Regions from separate parts of the Mus musculus genome. Here regions 1, 2 and 4 are each linked to region 3. The links are chromatin contacts, called in public promoter capture Hi-C maps. All regions are on one chromosome and are shown on one strand. Each heading gives the region's core, a stretch centred on a gene start, on an enhancer-like site or on the middle of the called end of the contact. The rest is flanking DNA. Distances are from core to core; before and after follow the strand shown. Region 1 holds the start of Npr2 (natriuretic peptide receptor 2). Region 2 holds the start of Olfr71 (olfactory receptor 71). Region 3 holds the start of Unc13b (unc-13 homolog B). Region 4 holds the start of Fam221b (family with sequence similarity 221, member B).

Region 1 (3,817 bases), core at 965-3,464, 570 kb after region 3:
AGTACCTGTTTCTAAACAAGTAACTATAAACAAACGAATAAATAAATAAATAAAATAATATACATAAATAAGTAAATATAAATAAATAGAATAATATATAATATACATAAATAAGTAAATATTTATAAATAAGAGAGGAACCATTTTTTTTGAGACATTTGCTATTTAGCTCAGGCAGTCTCTGAACTCACTATGTAGCCCAGGCTACTCAAATTCACGGTCGTTCTACCTCAGTCTCCCAGTCCCAAGATGACAGGCCTGAGAGTCGTGTCTTTTTCATATTGTCCATCCCCTTTGTGACTGCTCTTCCTTTTATTGCCCAGACAGAGCATAATTCCTTTTCACCAACAGGATTGACAGCCTGGAGCAAGAATTCATTTCCCTCGGTGTTCTTTAAAGGGGGGAGGGGTACCCATAAGCTTCTATTTGGATAGAGCATCCAGCAGGGCCACTTGTCAATGTGGCTTTCTTATGACCTCTGTGTTCACTCCAGGGACCAGGGTTTTTAGCTGTGTGCCCCTCTAAGGCAAGAGCTGAAACAATTAGCTTCTTTCGTGTTCCAGCCTACAGCAGCCAGAACTCATGGCTCTGAATAAAAAGACTCGGTCCTTAATTTCTCCTCAAGCCACTAGGGGTCGCCTTCATCTCAGAGAAAGATTGTCCTCAGCCTGCAAGCTCTCAGTCTCTGCTGGGGAGCCTTTGGCTTCTTGGCACTGTGATTTCTGGAGAAGTGGCTTCAAGTGGGAGAGAAACTGGCTGTCGGCATGGAGGAGAATGTGTTTATGTGCATGTCCTTTTTGATAATTTGAGAACTCCCCAAGGTGCCATAGCTGTTCCCTTTGCAATGATGTCATCTCTCACAAGCTGTTCTTCCAGATGGGGTCAGCACTCCAGATAAGGGGTACCTGGATGAACTTTCTAGCCTGGAATTTTAGGAGTGAGGTGGATCCCTAGGTGGGGGTACAATGAACTTTAATTGCTGAGGCCTGTTAGGCTTAGTCAGTCCATAAGCTCCCACCAAGTGTGGCTCAGGAAGACAAAAGGACAAGGCCCTGGGAACAGATGGCTGATGGATCCAATAGGCATAAGAGCAGAACGACCGTGGAGACAGAAACAGAGTGGAGAGTTGAGTCCCCAGGAAGAGGAGGACTCGTGGACTCCATAAAGATCCGAGAAGAATGGAGTCCTTTGGTGCCATGAGGGTCTGACTTCCTCCTGCCTGAGGAAAAGCACTCTGGCGTTGAGGAGATGGGTAGAGTTTTCCCTACCCAGGAATAAATGGATACCCAGTGATTGGGGATTTCTGACAGTTTCCTGGAGACTGGAGCATCTGCGGAAATCTGATTGAGTGAATGGACTCTAAGAAAAGTGGGGTGTCAAGGGAAGAAGGCAGGCATGAGTGAGATGGGAGCAGTCCTGTGCACAAGGGGCTTGGGGGAAGCAGAGGAAGGCCCTTACAGTATGGGGACGCCCATGAACCTCGCTGGCCTAGAGGCCCGGGGTGCTGAGCCCCTGGGGCGCTCACCGGGTGGTTTGGGGACTGGGAGGTCCCTGGGCGCCAGGCAGGGGTGGGGGTGGCAGCAGCAGCCGGAGGGTGGGGCCGGGCGGGGAGGGGAGGGGGAGGGGCGGGGTCGGGCGGCCTGCCGGGGAAGTCACACTCGGCCGCCGCCGCGGGCGCAGCGAGCGGAGACGCGCCGGGCCGAGGCGACCTGACCTGGACGAGCGAGCGGCGCGCGCGGGGGCCCAGGCGGGGGGCGGGAGGCAGCGGCGGGCAGCGCAGGCCGCCGGGCCCGGGAGAAGCGGAGCGGAGAGGAGCGGGGGACACGGGCGGGGCCGCCGCAGCTCCGGATGGGACCAGCGCCCGGGCCCGTTAGTCCAGGCAGGAGCTTCGGGAGAAGCCGTCACTGGGAGAGTCACCCCTGCCTTTCCCTCCCCTCTGGCCCAGGCCTCGCTTCGCTCCCTGCCTGCCCATGTCCCAGTCCTTCCGCGGCGGGCGCCCTCCCACCTCAGCCCGGGGCTCTGGCTTCTCGCAGCTCTTTGCTCTCCCGGCCCGATCAGCTGTGAGGTGTCCCCGGGCCGTTTCTTTGTGCCAGCCTCCCCCAAGTCCCTACCCCATCCCAGGCTCAGATTCCTCCCTTCTCGGCTTGGAATTGTCAGGCTACTTCACCTCTCACTGTCCTCATCCCGGTCGCAGGCCCCCTTGGTCTCTTCTTCCTTCTGCCACCCTATCCTTAGTCCCTGGACCTGGCTGTGGGCTGGTAGCCCACTCCTTCCCGACCCAGGTTTCCCCCCATCCTCTTCTTGCGTGGTCCCCAGCACTTTCTGTATCCGGGCCGACTAAGCTTGCCCCCACTTCTCTTCCTGGCCCTCTTCCCCAGGCTCCAGGCTGGGTGGCGCTTGTGCCTGCCCAGTAGGCCAGAGCGGCCCCTGGTTCGGGGGACCGTGGGTCAGCTGCTCTATCCCCATGGCACTGCCATCCCTGCTGCTGGTGGTGGCAGCCCTGGCAGGTGGGGTGCGTCCTCCGGGGGCACGGAACCTGACGCTGGCGGTGGTGCTGCCAGAACACAACCTGAGCTATGCCTGGGCCTGGCCACGGGTGGGTCCTGCTGTGGCACTGGCTGTGGAGGCACTGGGCCGGGCACTGCCCGTGGACCTGCGGTTTGTCAGCTCCGAACTAGACGGCGCCTGCTCTGAGTACCTGGCACCACTGCGCGCTGTGGACCTCAAGCTGTACCATGACCCCGACCTTCTGTTGGGCCCCGGTTGTGTGTACCCCGCTGCCTCTGTGGCTCGCTTTGCCTCACACTGGCGCCTTCCCCTCCTGACTGCGGGGGCAGTGGCCTCTGGCTTTGCAGCTAAGAATGAGCATTATCGTACCCTGGTTCGCACTGGCCCCTCTGCGCCCAAGCTGGGTGAGTTTGTAGTGACATTGCACGGGCACTTCAATTGGACAGCTCGGGCTGCTTTGCTGTATCTGGATGCTCGCACAGATGACCGGCCCCACTACTTCACCATCGAGGGCGTCTTTGAGGCCCTGCAGGGCAGCAACCTCAGTGTGCAGCACCAGGTGTATGCCCGAGAGCCAGGTGGCCCTGAGCAAGCCACCCACTTCATCAGAGCCAACGGGCGCAGTAAGTGTGGCCCGGGCTGTTTTAGAAACAGGGGAGGTGGGCCGCTATGTCCCTGGAGCAGTGCAACACAGAGAAATAGGCAGAGATAGGAAGGGGAGAGTTCTATGTGATGGTTGGGATGGAGGAACTTTTGAGGACAGAGCTCCTGAGAGAACCTGGCATCAGTCAGAGGTCAGCAAGGCTGAGCCTGGGGCTGGGGTTTGAGTAGTGGATGTGGGTGATGTCTGATCTGAAATGTGCACCTGTCTGTGAGCAGAGACCCCTTAGATTGGAACACAAAGCCTCTTGGTAGCATAGAGATGACTCTATGGGTTCAGGTTTGATTGGGAAAGCAGGTAAGGCTCACACAAAAATTGTGAGCACAAGTGCTTGTGAGCCTAGGGAGAGGTAGGCAGGAGGGGACGTGGGGGCTGTGAAGTCTAGCAAACACAGCTTTGGGGGAAGGAGGGGCTTGGGTCATCACGCCAGTCTCTGGGGTCTGGAGTTGGGCTCTGACTTGGACCAGATGGTCCATGTGGCCCCAGGGCACTTGCGACATGAGCTCTAAGGGGAGGGATGGGAACATCTGTTGGGTGGTCGATGGGTAGGGCACTCTCTTGTAATGGGATGACTCAGAGAGGAGGGGGGACCTGGATGCTGTCTCAGGGTGCCCTTCTGTCCTGTGCACTCCCAGTTGTGTATATCTG
Region 2 (3,988 bases), core at 624-3,123, 650 kb after region 3:
CAGGACCTCTGAAAGAGCAATCAGTGTTCTTAACCACTGAGCCATCTCTCCAGCCCCGTGTCTCTACATTTTCATGTTCACCTATGCACTTCATAAACAAGTCCAGGGCTTGGAGTTGGACCAGGCTGGATGTTGGGACAGAGTAGGCTGTGATGCTTTCTGCTTTTGGTATAGGATTGGAAACCAAGAACACAGGAGAGGAGCCTGAAGGGGCAGGAAGTCCATCTGCACATGCGCTGTGTGCTGCAGAGCTGCTTCGTGGGGAGAACACAAAATTTGAGGATGGGCAGTGTAGGGCAAGGGGAGGTTCATGATTGGCTGGTGTGTGGGGCTATGAGGCGGGAAAGTGTGAGAGAAGGCTGGAAGCTAGGCCAGCGGGCGGGTGGGCGGAGGTCAGGGAGGCACCTCCAAGGCCCCAAAGAGCATCTGCTTCATCCCGAGAGCAGTGAGGAGCTACTTACAGATGTCAGTCAGGAGAGCGATGCAATCTTAAGTAGCTCTTAAAATGGTCCTCCTGATGCCCCACCAGGGAGAGACTGAAGCTGGCAATTCCAGTGACTATTAACTATTTATTTTCAGACTGGGTCTTACTATCACAGGCTGACTTCAAATTGACCATCCTCCTGCCTCAGTTTCACAAATGCTGGTATTGTAGGTGTGAGCAGCTGCACTAGCCAAATACTAACTTGTCTTGAGGTCAGCCCAGAGACTACTGTGGAGGCCCAGGGACAGGTGCTAGGCAGCAGCCTGGACCAGGACAGGGCAGGAGCAGAAAGTGACTTGTGAGTGATTCTGTGTCAGGATTAGTGGGATTTGGTACTGTGTCTCTGGAGTGTAGGTCTCCATAGCTCCATGTTCTGTCCCACAGTGGTATTGGCATAGGCTGATCCACATAACAAGGGAAGACCCCTACCCATGCAGAGCCCTGCCCTCCCTCACCTACAGGCCCATCTGCTGCCCCAAGCTTTCCTGGCCGCTTCCTTCACCTCCTTGTTCCTCAGGCTGTAGATAATGGGGTTCAGCATGGGGGTCACCACAGCGTAGAGGACTGTAAAGACCTGGTCTGAGATCCGGGCTTCCTTGCTCTTGGGTTTCATGTACATGAAGATGATAGTGCTATAGAAAAGCAGGACAACAGCCAGGTGTGCCGAGCAGGTGGAGAAGGCTTTGCTGCGCCCGGTGGCTGAGGGCACCCTCAGGATGGTGGCCAGGATCAGCATGTAGGACAGGCAGATGAGGGTCAGGGGTATAGGCAACAGGAGGATGGCCCCCACCAGCAGGAAGGCATCGCTGACTGAGGTGTCACCACAGGTCAGCTTCAGCACAGCCAGGATCTCACAGGTGAAGTGTCTGATCACGTGGTGGCCGCAGAAGGGCAGCCTCATGGCGATGACCGTCTCTGCCACTGACTTGAAGAGGCAGAGCACCCAGGAGGCTCCTGCCAGCATCAGGCAGAGCCTGTGGCTCATGAGCACGGGGTACCTGAGTGGCTGGCAAATGGCCAAGTAGCGGTCATAGGCCATGACGGCCAACAGCAGGCACTCGGTGGAGCCCGTGGAGAGGCTCAGACACATCTGGACGGCACAGCCCGTAAAGGAGATGGTCTTCCGGGACGACAGGAGGTGGACCAGCATCAGGGGTACAAAAGTAGATGTGTAGCAGATGTCCAAAATGGAAAGGTTACCCAGGAAAAAGTACATGGGCGTGTGCAGGCGGGCATCCAACATGCTCACCGCCACGATGGCTGTGTTCCCCAGCAGAGTCACCAGGTACATGACTGAGCACAGAGGAAAGAGTAGCCGCTCGAGGGCCGGGTAGCCAGAAAATCCCTTCAAGACAAACTCAGAGACTGCAGTTCTGTTGCTGGGCTCCATACTGTGGGGTTCTGGCTGGATACGCAGATGGGGCGGAAGGACGGAGGATGCAGGTCGTGCATGGGACCACAGAGGTGGTTAAGGTCTTTTCCAGCTTGGCCACACTCTCTGTGGCCTTGGGACAGACTCCTCACCCTCTGTAGGCTTCAGTTCATCCGTGTGAGGAAGGTGGATGATTCAGGGCAGTGTTTTCCTAAACGACTGTACTTGGAAGTCTGAGCAGACAGCCTGAAGGATCACTGAGAGCCAACGCTGAATGAGAGAGAGGACTTGTCACGGCCTTTAAAAGACTAATGTTTATTGGTAGCTCTCCAAAAGCAATGTAGATCATGCGCTCCCAAACTCACTTGACCCCAGGTCCCCTTCCCTCACTTAACCTATCACAGACAAGACGAACAATTTGGGAGCTGAGGAGTTGGATCAGAGATCCACACACAGGACTCACTTGGAAGGCTGTCAAAACACACCTTGTTCTCCCCACGGCGTTTCTGGCTCAGTGGGTCTGTGTGCGGCTGCAGCTCTACTGGCCCAGGCACCACACTTAAAGCTAGAATGTCTCTGAAGGTCCTCCTGTCTTTTGGACCATCTCTGAGCCATTACTTATGCTGTCCTCACTGTCTGACATGCCCTGCTCATTTCTCTCTCACTGGTAGGGGTCTGGTTTGTCTCTTTAGGCCAGCTCTGGTCTCCACACACCCTGTGCTTTTTGTCTCAGGGAGCTGCTGATGGTCTCTAAGCCCATGAGTGGGAGCCCCCCTCTCCCCACAATGGAGATGCTCAGTCAGGCGCTTTGTGCGGGCTGGAGCTTTAGAAGTTGCCTCCCAGTGACAGGCAAGTCAAACAGACCCTGAGACACAGTCTCCGGTCCTATTTTCTCCCAGTCAGAACAAAGGATGCTTTGGCTTCCAAACCTCCAAGGTTATGAACACAGGAGCTTCCCTGACAGGTTCACTGGCGAGCTCTCTTGTGGCAGATGGGGAAACTGAGCTCACACAGAAGCTGCTGGGGGGGGGGAAGGAGGGGGTTAAGCCTCCAGCAGGGATCTTCCCAGTATTGTAGCATCTAACCACATGGAGCTGACATTTGCCTCTAACAAGTCTCATACCTGCTGCTCTGGATGGACACCCTCCTGCTTCCTTCTCACAATCCTCTCACCAGCAAAAAACAAACACGCAAACCAATAAAATAAAATAAAATAAAATAAAATAAAATAAAATAAATAAGATAAAATAAACCCAACAAAACAAACAAACAAAAATGTTAGGTTTAAACCCGTCTTCAGTGTCAGAGTACCTGAGACGATGCTGCGGTAGCATGAACCATAATGCCCAAACCCAGCTCCCCGCTGTCTCTCCACCTGGACACAGTCTCCGCCTTTTACTTGCTCCTTGTTTAATCTTTCCAAAGACCAAGAAGTGACTTAGGGCCACCAAACCCTATGCATCAGGGGAACAACTGAGCAGATGGCTGCTTCCAGGCACTGACTCCAAAGCCTTCCCAGGGAGACTTCTCCACTCTTCCATGCCTGACCTCCCCTCCCTCTGTCTGTATGCCCTACGAGGCATACAAACTTCTTCTTGGTGAGGGGGCACTTGAAGGGTCTCTCAAATAACTCAAGTGTCAAGGCTGGGTGGTCCTGCCGGATGTTCCTTCTTCTTACACAGTATTAACATGATCTATAATGTCCTGAGCTTAGTCCTACACTGAGCCTCACCTCAGGAAATCAGTCGTCCCTACTGCAGCAAGGAGAGCTCTGGTCCAGTCCCAGGGCCTCAGGCAGAAGCTCTGGCCTCAACATGACTGTCTACATCACCATGGGGTCATGAGGAGTATAAGCTGCGAGTTCCCCACGAAGGCTCACTAGGGATTCTCTGAGGCTAGGTGTTTGGTGGGGTTGTCTCCTCTAGCAGAGCTTCATCAGAGACAAGCACTGTGTCCGGATTGGGACAAGGCACAGAGATGGTCCTGTCTTCTCTTGAAGCTCCAATGACTGGAGTCAGCCTCGGCCTCCTCTTTGAGTGGTTGCACACACTGCAGTTCATCCTGTCAGTCTCTAGGCAACATTGGCAGCTGGGGCCCTGGGCTATGCGCTGGAACACGCACACACACAAACA
Region 3 (4,069 bases), core at 354-2,853:
TGCCCTCTTCTGGAGAATCTGAGGATAGCTACAGTGTACTTACATATAATAAATAAATAAATCTTTAAAAAAAAAAAAAAGATGAGTTCCTCTGTAATTGGAGTTGCAGACAGTTATGAGCTCCCATGTGGGTGCTGAGACCCACAGCTGGGCCCTCTGCAAGAGCAGCAAATGAGTTTAGCTGCTCAGCCATCTCTCCAGCTCCTTACTCTTTTCTCTTTTTTCTTTTCTTTTCTTTTCTTTTTCTTTTTCTTTTTCTTTTCTTTTTTTTAAAGACAGGGTCTGATGTAGTTCAGGGCTCCACTGAACTCACTATGTAGTCAAGGATACAAGGATAGTTTTGAATGGCTAGTCCTGCTGCCTCCGCCTCCCAAGTGCTGAGATTACAGGCATCTGATGTTTTGCTTGGCCTCAGACTGTGTGCAAGCAGCTTTGTTGGCCAAGCCTACGTGACAAGGAACTGAGGCTGGCCCATAGTTAATCAAGAACTGAGGCTATGATTCCAAGCCCTGGAGGAATTGGGTTCCGCCAACAATCACAGAAGGGAGGTTGGAACTGAGATACTCCAGTCATGCAGGCACTTGAGAGTTTCTGAAAAACCCTCAACTGGAGGACTCGGCTCAGTTGTGCCTGGATTCTTGACCTGCAGAAAGTTCCGGATAATCAGTGTTGTTTTAAGCTACTAAGCTCTGGGGTTATTTAGTTCATGCCAATAGACAACATACTGGCTGTATCTACTTAGGTCTAAAATGTGTGCACCTCACAATTTTATTAGATTGTTTCCCACTGTTTTATACTATTGGCCAGGTGCAAAGTTTCCAGTCTTGCTGGTCGGCCTCTGCATTCTCTAGGAGGATCCTTGATTTTATAACAGTTCTGTTTGTTCTTTCTAAATTCAGTACTAGAATTCAGAAGTTCAACTCCTTTTCAGTTCCTTGCTTGCTCTAGAAAAACTGCGATGAATAGTTAAATATGCCAACCACTGGCAGCCCTAAAATGCCCACTATCTTTGAGATCTCGTGACTAGTGTGTTCCAAATCTTCCCTAAGGTTCAGTTTTTTTTCTCTTCTCCAGATTCGTAGTTCTAACATTTGGAAAGACACTTAAAAAGAGAGAGAGAGAGAAAGAGAGAAAGCTTCGTGTAGCATAGGCTAGCCTTAGATTTACCATGTAGCCAAGGATGGCCTTGAATTCCTTATACCCTAGCCTCTATGTCTGGAAGAACTGGAATTTTGCCGCCATAGCCCTAATGCAACCTTGTGTAATTACTATGGCAAATCTCTCTCCGGCTGTAAAGCCTCGTCTCATTAAGGAAATCAATTGCCAAGTCTTCAATGAAGAGAATCTGGTTTTTGTGTGGAAACTCCACGCACGTGGGAGGAGCAAAAGGTTTCAACTCTCGCCTCACACAGGTGAGGGCCAGCCCCGCCCATCCTTGCTTTGAAGCCCTTTCAGTGGGCGGAGCTGCTATCAATCTTGGTTATTAGAAAAATGAAGGGGGACCTCGAAGTCTACGTGCTCCCGGGGGGGCGGGGTCGGCAGACTGGGCGCGAGCGGATTGGCCGGGAGGCGTAGCCCTTGGGGATTGGTTCCGCCCAGTCTCTCGCAGGGATCCCAGCCGGAGTGAGGGGAGGGAGTTCTGGTCGCTCACGCTTCGCAGCTATGGCGCCTCGGGGCCGCGCCCAGTCCCCAGTTTGCCGGCGGAGCCTCAGCTCTTTCCTCTGCTCACTCCGACCGTGAGAACCCGGGCGGCTTCGAGGGAGCGGGGAACGCGGCGGGCGCCGGGGACCATGAGGAGCGGCCGGACCCGCGAGGCGGACAGCAGAGGGTGGCGCGGCACCTGCTGAGAGAAAAGAGGGAGCGGCCGGGCTCCGCGCCGCCGAGGTGCGGCGGAGGCTGGTCCGCGCCTCGGCCATGTCGCTGCTCTGTGTGCGTGGTGAGTGCGCGGCCGGCGGGACCCGCGGCTCCCACGCCTGCCCGGACACTTGTGGTAGTGTCCCGGCGGCGCTTCTCCCGAACTTCGCTCCCCGCGCTTGCCCTGGGTGGCGAATGCGTTCGTAGTCACTTCTAAAGGTCCGACGAGTTTCCCCCGCTCCTTCGTGACCCCCCTTCCGCGGCGGACTGTTATCCGTCCATTCTGGCAGCCGTGAGACAGCGTTGTTGTCGGGCTTGCCAGATGCTATTAAACAGTGAAAAGGGTCCGATGCCAGTGGGCACCTGAGGGGACCTCCTATGGTTGGCGCCTGTCTAGAGCGGACAGCTTCTTCTTCTCCCCGCGCTGTGGAACTAGTTGGCCCCGGAGTAGCAGCTTTTTATGACTCTGACCGTGTTAGTGGTACAGCTGTCACATCCCTTCAAGTTTATTTCTTGATTTGCATCTTACTATTGTCTGTCTCGTCCCCGGCTCCTTTCCTGAACCTCAGTTTGTGTCAAGGCATAGATTATATTTTCACATGACACTTTGAAGAAGGAGGTGGTGTTGGCTTCTCCCCTTTGGGAGTGGAACATGGAGAAATGGTTTATTTTATTTTAGCTTTGGCTCTTTCTCTGAGGACACTTGGTCCATCCAGGAAGGGATGTGTTTGTGTGTGATGGTTCTTGGAAACAACAGTCTTGTTATATAGTCCAAGCTGGTTTGGAGTTCATTGTATGGCTCAGTCTGGTTTGGAAGTTGTGATTTAACCACCTCACCTCCCGAGGACTGGGGTTACAGGAAGCTTTTTATAAAACCAGAGCTTTGGAGTTTAAGTCATGTGAGGTACAGTGCCCTGAATTTAGCTCTAGAGACTGTGTTGCTGGTGTTTTTATTTTTTACAAAATAGTATTCCGAGTGCCAAGCTCCGTAGAAATTTTGAATGAATGCAAGAACTGTGATTTTAGAGAGATTAACTGGCCAGAAAAAGTAGGGTTTGGATTGCTGATTGAATTTGATCTTGGGAGATTCAAATTACAAGCCATATATCTGTTGAATAAAATGAGATAAAGTGGTTTGATTGTGAGAGCGTATTTATCCACTAGAGCCTTCCCAGAGCCTTTTCCTGTCACTTTTACAGGGTAGCTAAGAGTTCATGTTTCTTTTGGCTGTACGGATTAGAAGCATTGTTGTTTGTGATCCCTCTGATTGCAGTGTTTCCCCCAGCTGCTGGCAAATGGAACTGCTTTGGGTTGTGCTAGTCTACTGTCTCATTAAATCTGCACTAACCCCAAATAGGATTTGGTTACTTCCGGGGATTATGAGAGCTACAGTTTTTCTTTTTTTTTTTAGTGGTTGATTTTTCATTAATGAGAATTTTGCTTTGGTTTTAGGGAAGCATTTCCCCTCAGCAGCTGGGAGTCTATTTATTCCTTTAGATCCCTGCTGCCAAATAGCAGGATTTGAGAGAGGTTGGGATTGGAAATGCCTCTTGGATAGTTTATTAATTCTCTGCTGCCACCCCAGACAGAGCTAGACCTTATGAAAGGCTCTTTAGGCAGGAGCTCTTTTAAATCAGAAGTTATTTATCTGATTTAACTAGAAAAGGAGCTGCTGCTGTTTTTATTTGCTTTAATATCAGTCAGCTTTCATTGTCTGGATATTCTGCTATTTAAACTGTTGCTGTCTCCGTCTGTCTCTCCCCAGCCTCAATCTAGAGTCAGTCCTACCTCCCAAATTCTGGGATTCCAGGTTTGTGATTCCATGCCTGGTTTGCTTCTCCTTTGTTTGCTGGGGTTTGGACTCAGTGTCCTTCGTGTTAAGCATGACTTAACTACTGATCTTATACCCTTAGCTTCTCTTGGCTCTTTTGGTGGGCGGTGGGGTGGGGTCCCACTTTGAGGCTTAGGCTGGCCTTGGCCATCTGAATGAGTGCATTCCCTGTGTGAGATATTACACCTGGCAGCCGGGCATGGTGGTGCACGCCTTTAATCCCAGCACTTGGGAGGCAGAGGCAGGCAGATTTCTGAGTTCGAGGCCAGCCTGGTCTACAGAGTGAGTTCCGGGATAGCCAGGGCTACACAGAGAAACCCTGTCTCGAAAAACCAAAAAAAAAAGATATTACACCTGGCAAAAACTAAATCTTCTACAGTGGCA
Region 4 (3,768 bases), core at 624-3,123, 610 kb after region 3:
AGCTCTGGAGTGCCCGAGTGGGGTTGGCTTCGAAGAGCCCAGGAGAATGCCACAGAACACACAGCTGTTGTCCAGGGATACCAGCCTCCTTCCTTAATCTCATTTATGTGCAAGGCTTCAACTACTTCCAGCTACATGCTGTGTCCACTTGTGCTCCCCTCTTTTTCTTTTGAAGGCCTTGTAGCCCAGGCTCTTTCTGAACGCCTTATAGGACTCCTGCCTCGGCCTTGTGAGGATGACATTATAAAGGTGCATCACCGTGCCTGGCTACCTCTGGCTTCTAAATCTGCATCTCTAACTCAGATCTCGTTATTCCCTTGTGCTTTAGGTGCGCATGCCTGGTCTTTCCCAGGGAAGTCCCACTCCCTTCAAACCTGGAAATACATGTCTTACCCTAGTCTTCTGTAGTGCCATCTGCAACTAGCACCACTCTTAATCTTCCAAACACGCCCCAATTGTATCTCTTTCTCACTGCTCCCTTCAATTTGTTCATGTCCTCATTATCTTCTGCCTGGCGGTACAGTACCATTGGCTCTCCACTACCACCTCTGCATATCCACCCACTCAACCTTACACTTAGGACATATTTTATAAACATCCCAAACTAACACTTTACTCAGGCACCATGTATGCATCTGGGACCAGATGAGCTTGAGAGGCAATGCAGCACACAGGAGCAGAATGGATGGCTTGTCTCCAGGATGCTGTGAAGAGGGAGGGTGCTAGATTCACCCTAGAAAGATCCAGGAGGGAAGCTCTTTCCTCCTCCAGCAAGACCTTTTGAACACACACAACCTTCTGAACCAGCCTAATGGATGACATCCAAGTTTCTTGGCCCTGACTGGCAAGGTCTGTTGTCACCACCTCAGACCCTTTCAGGTGCTAAGGAATGAACTGGAGGCTTTTATATGCTGGCAAGTGCTCTATCATGGAGCTACACCCAAAAACCCTTGGTATTTTGAGACAGGGTCTCACTATAGGCCTGGCTGGCCTAGAATTTGGACCAAGCTGGCTTTAAACTGGCAATAATTCTCCTGCCTCTACTTCCCAGGTACTGAAATTACAGGCCAGTGCCACCACTCGGGCTTCCAACACAGACCCTGTCATCTGTACAAGTCTATCATCATTTGTAAGAGCTACTTAAGGATTCACGTGTTTCTCTGATCTGTAGTGTGTCCCGTGTCTCAGAGACAGTATTAGCTACCTTGAGATATTGCATCTTAAGCTCATTAGAGCGATCTCTCAGCAGAAGACCTGGGTTTAATTCTCAACATGGCTGCTCACGACCGCCCGTAATTCTAGTCCCAAGGGCTCTGACCCTCTCTTCCAGCCTCCACAGACACTGTACTCATGTGGTGTACAAATATACACGCAGGCAAACACACCCATACACATAAAATAAAATTAAAGGTTTGTTTTTTAAAAAAGTAATTACTTTCCCTGGGGTCTTTCTACAGGGCAAACTAGCAAAGGGGCAGAGGGAGGATGACGAGAAAGTGGGTGAGAACGCGGACAAAAAGTAGAGGACGAGCGGGGAAGGACAGATGGTATTAGGAAAAGTGGCAGGGTAAAGGGCTGGGGTGGAGGGCTGTTTGAAAAACTACCTACCTCTCTGCTTGGGCTTGGTGATCCCAAGTCCTTAGGTCAGGATCTTTACCTGGGTTGGAGGGGGAAGTATTGATTCTGACCTACGGAATGGTTTTGCTGTTGATGAGCCAGGCTGTAGGTGCTAACTGAGAGGCCTTGTTAAGTTTGTTTGGGAAGGCGTAGGCACCTGCAGACCTTAGCAAAGGGACTCTGGCCCCAGTTGATAAAGGCAGTAAAGGGAAGGAAGAAGAGAGGTCCAGGGCCAATGAAGGATGCGCTCTAGAACCCAGGACAGGCTTCGATCCCCAGGGCAACAGAAATGCCAAGTAGTCTCCAGGGCAACAGAAGTCTTCTCGTCATCTCCGGGCGTGGGTGAGGTTTCCTGAGAGGGCTGCTTTGGATCTAGTTGGGATCAGAGTTGAGTGAGTCTCTCTGTAGGCTGTGCAGACCTAGGAATGGGAGGAACACGGCCCGAGAGGAGCCTGGTTTTGTGAATTTCTGGAAGGTTTCTGTACAGTATGTGAGCCGCGTTCACTGGGAGATGTGGACCTGAGAGGTGACCCAGGGCCGGGCGGTGAGGCTTGAGACAGAGGCTCTAAGGTAGGCAGCGCAGCAGGCTTCAGTTAGAGGCCAATAGAATTGGGTAGGGGCGGGCTTTGCTGAGAGCGGCCAATCGCATGGGGCGCGGGGCGGAGCGTCAGGCGAGCGTCACGCCGCGGCCGCCGCGGGGCCTGGTTAACGCCGGTTCAGCGCAGCCCGGAGTCGCCCAGGCCTGAACTCCTCCCCAGGTCCCGGCCCCGGCCCCGGCCCCGGCCCCAGCCCCGAGCCCGCGAGGACGCCAGAGGCCACCCCCCGGGGGTGGGGAGCGGAGCCGCGGGTCAGCTCTACGAGCGTCCCGTGCTGGCCTGGCCGGCCCCGCCCCCGCCCCGGGCCATGGCCCAGCCCTTGTCCCGGCCCCTCATCCTATCCCAATTTCAGCCTTGGCCTCCGGCCACGCCCTCGCCCCGCTTCCCAAACCTGTCCAGGCCCCGGCCGGTGTCCCAGCGAATGTCCAGGTCCAGGTCCCCGCTTCAACCCCGGTCCCTGCCCCCAGCCTGGCCGCTATCTCCGCCTCGGCCCTTGTTCCACCCCTTGTCACAATTCCCAGCCCAGCATCTGACCCTGTCCCATTCCCCGCGTTTGCTTAAGCCCCTGGCCCAGCCACAGCCCTTGCTTCAATCTCCATCACACCCACTCCTTCCATCACACCTTCTGCCCTTGTTTGAGCCCCGGTGCTCAGTTCAGCGCCACCCAAAAAAAGCCCAGTCTTTGCCCCCATCTCTATGTTTGCCCAAGTCTCTTCCACTGGGTCCCCGCCTCTCTCATACTCTACCCCTCTCCCAGCCTCGACTCAGGTCTGGGCTCCAGCTGCCACCAGCCCTATTGCTGCTGTTGCTGTTTTCTGTCCTTGGTCCAGGGGCTGGTGAGTGGAGAAGCGGAAAGGATTGAGACCGGATGGGGTTCCAGGGAGGGATAGCTTGGAAAGAGTCGGGAGAGGTGGGACTTGGTGAGCTCGGTCACTGGGGGAAGAAATGTGTGTGTGTTGGAGGGGAAGAGCAAGAAGGGGGCTTACACAAGAGATGGATTTGCAGCCTTTAAGAGTGGTGAGGCAGGGACTCTCAGGTAGTTCAGCAGGTTGCTAATAGTCCTCAAGAGATGGAGATCTCCTTTCCCGGTGTCCATCCTGACTCCTTGAGTCTGGCTTACCCTGGGAAGTCTTGGGGACTTTGCTCCTTTTGTTTCCAAAGTTTTATGGAGAGGACATAGTAAAAGCTTTTATTGTAACCTGAGATATGGAGACACTGTAGCCTAAAACTTTGAGATAACAAACACGCATTAAAAGAAAAAAGGGCTGAAAAGCAGTTTTGAAGACAATATGTTGCATTATATAGATGGACATGGGTTATTTACTCTTTCTTCTTGTGCTGGGTCTTTCCCTAAGCAATCATAGCTGGGCTAAGGATAGTTTTTGATACGTTTAAAGCATGACTGAACCTCAGCACAATTCTGCAGATGAGGAAACTGAGGCTCAGGCAGGGAGCAGTTCAAAGTTGTGTTCTACATAGATGGCAATAGTGGAGCTAGAAAAAAAGGTTTCCTAATTCCCGTGACATAGTGGTTGTCTCCCTCCCCTCTTCCTCT

What was found. Promoter capture Hi-C pulls out the DNA fragments that hold promoters and counts their contacts.
Region 1: a promoter capture Hi-C map of embryonic stem cells shows a contact between it and region 3, with 2.4 times the contacts expected there. The contact joins the promoter of Npr2 here to the promoter of Unc13b in region 3. A contact is called at or near these places in 18 of 39 promoter capture datasets (the 3T3-L1 cell line, 3T3-L1-derived adipocytes, the C10 cell line and 11 more) and 3 of 115 datasets of contacts at active chromatin or transcription factors (embryonic stem cells, large pre-B cells and neural tube).
Region 2: a contact with region 3 is called in a promoter capture Hi-C map of second pharyngeal arch cranial neural crest. The contact joins the promoter of Olfr71 here to the promoter of Unc13b in region 3. A contact is called at or near these places in 16 of 39 promoter capture datasets (3T3-L1-derived adipocytes, the C10 cell line, the HPC-7 cell line and 10 more), 1 of 484 Hi-C or Micro-C datasets (the Ba/F3 cell line) and 4 of 115 datasets of contacts at active chromatin or transcription factors (bone marrow-derived macrophages, embryonic forebrain, kidney and 1 more).
Region 4: a promoter capture Hi-C map of neutrophils shows a contact between it and region 3, with 3 times the contacts expected there. The contact joins the promoter of Fam221b here to the promoter of Unc13b in region 3. A contact is called at or near these places in 11 of 39 promoter capture datasets (the C10 cell line, HPC-7-derived erythroid cells, cranial neural crest and 7 more), 1 of 484 Hi-C or Micro-C datasets (CD4 T cells), 3 of 115 datasets of contacts at active chromatin or transcription factors (bone marrow-derived macrophages and craniofacial prominence) and 2 of 9 other capture datasets (adipose tissue and liver).

Annotation. Positions count from the first base shown.
Region 1 is chr4:43,629,721-43,633,537 of GRCm38.p6, forward strand. It overlaps Npr2 (natriuretic peptide receptor 2), which reads left to right and starts at 2,215. Exons shown (of 22, transcript NM_173788.4): 1 at 2,215-3,131; 2 at 3,805-3,817. The coding sequence starts at 2,465.
Region 2 is chr4:43,704,693-43,708,680 of GRCm38.p6, forward strand. It overlaps Olfr71 (olfactory receptor 71), which reads right to left and starts at 1,874. Exons shown (of 1, transcript NM_019486.1): 1 at 936-1,874. The coding sequence starts at 1,874. The coding sequence ends at 936.
Region 3 is chr4:43,057,350-43,061,418 of GRCm38.p6, forward strand. Unc13b (unc-13 homolog B) reads left to right here and starts at 1,604. Exons shown (of 40, transcript NM_001384106.1): 1 at 1,604-1,936. The coding sequence starts at 1,915.
Region 4 is chr4:43,666,986-43,670,753 of GRCm38.p6, forward strand. It overlaps Fam221b (family with sequence similarity 221, member B), which reads right to left and starts at 1,874. Exons shown (of 7, transcript NM_175517.3): 1 at 1,609-1,874. Tmem8b (transmembrane protein 8B) reads left to right here and starts at 2,322. Exons shown (of 13, transcript NM_001368840.1): 1 at 2,322-3,049. The coding sequence starts at 2,521.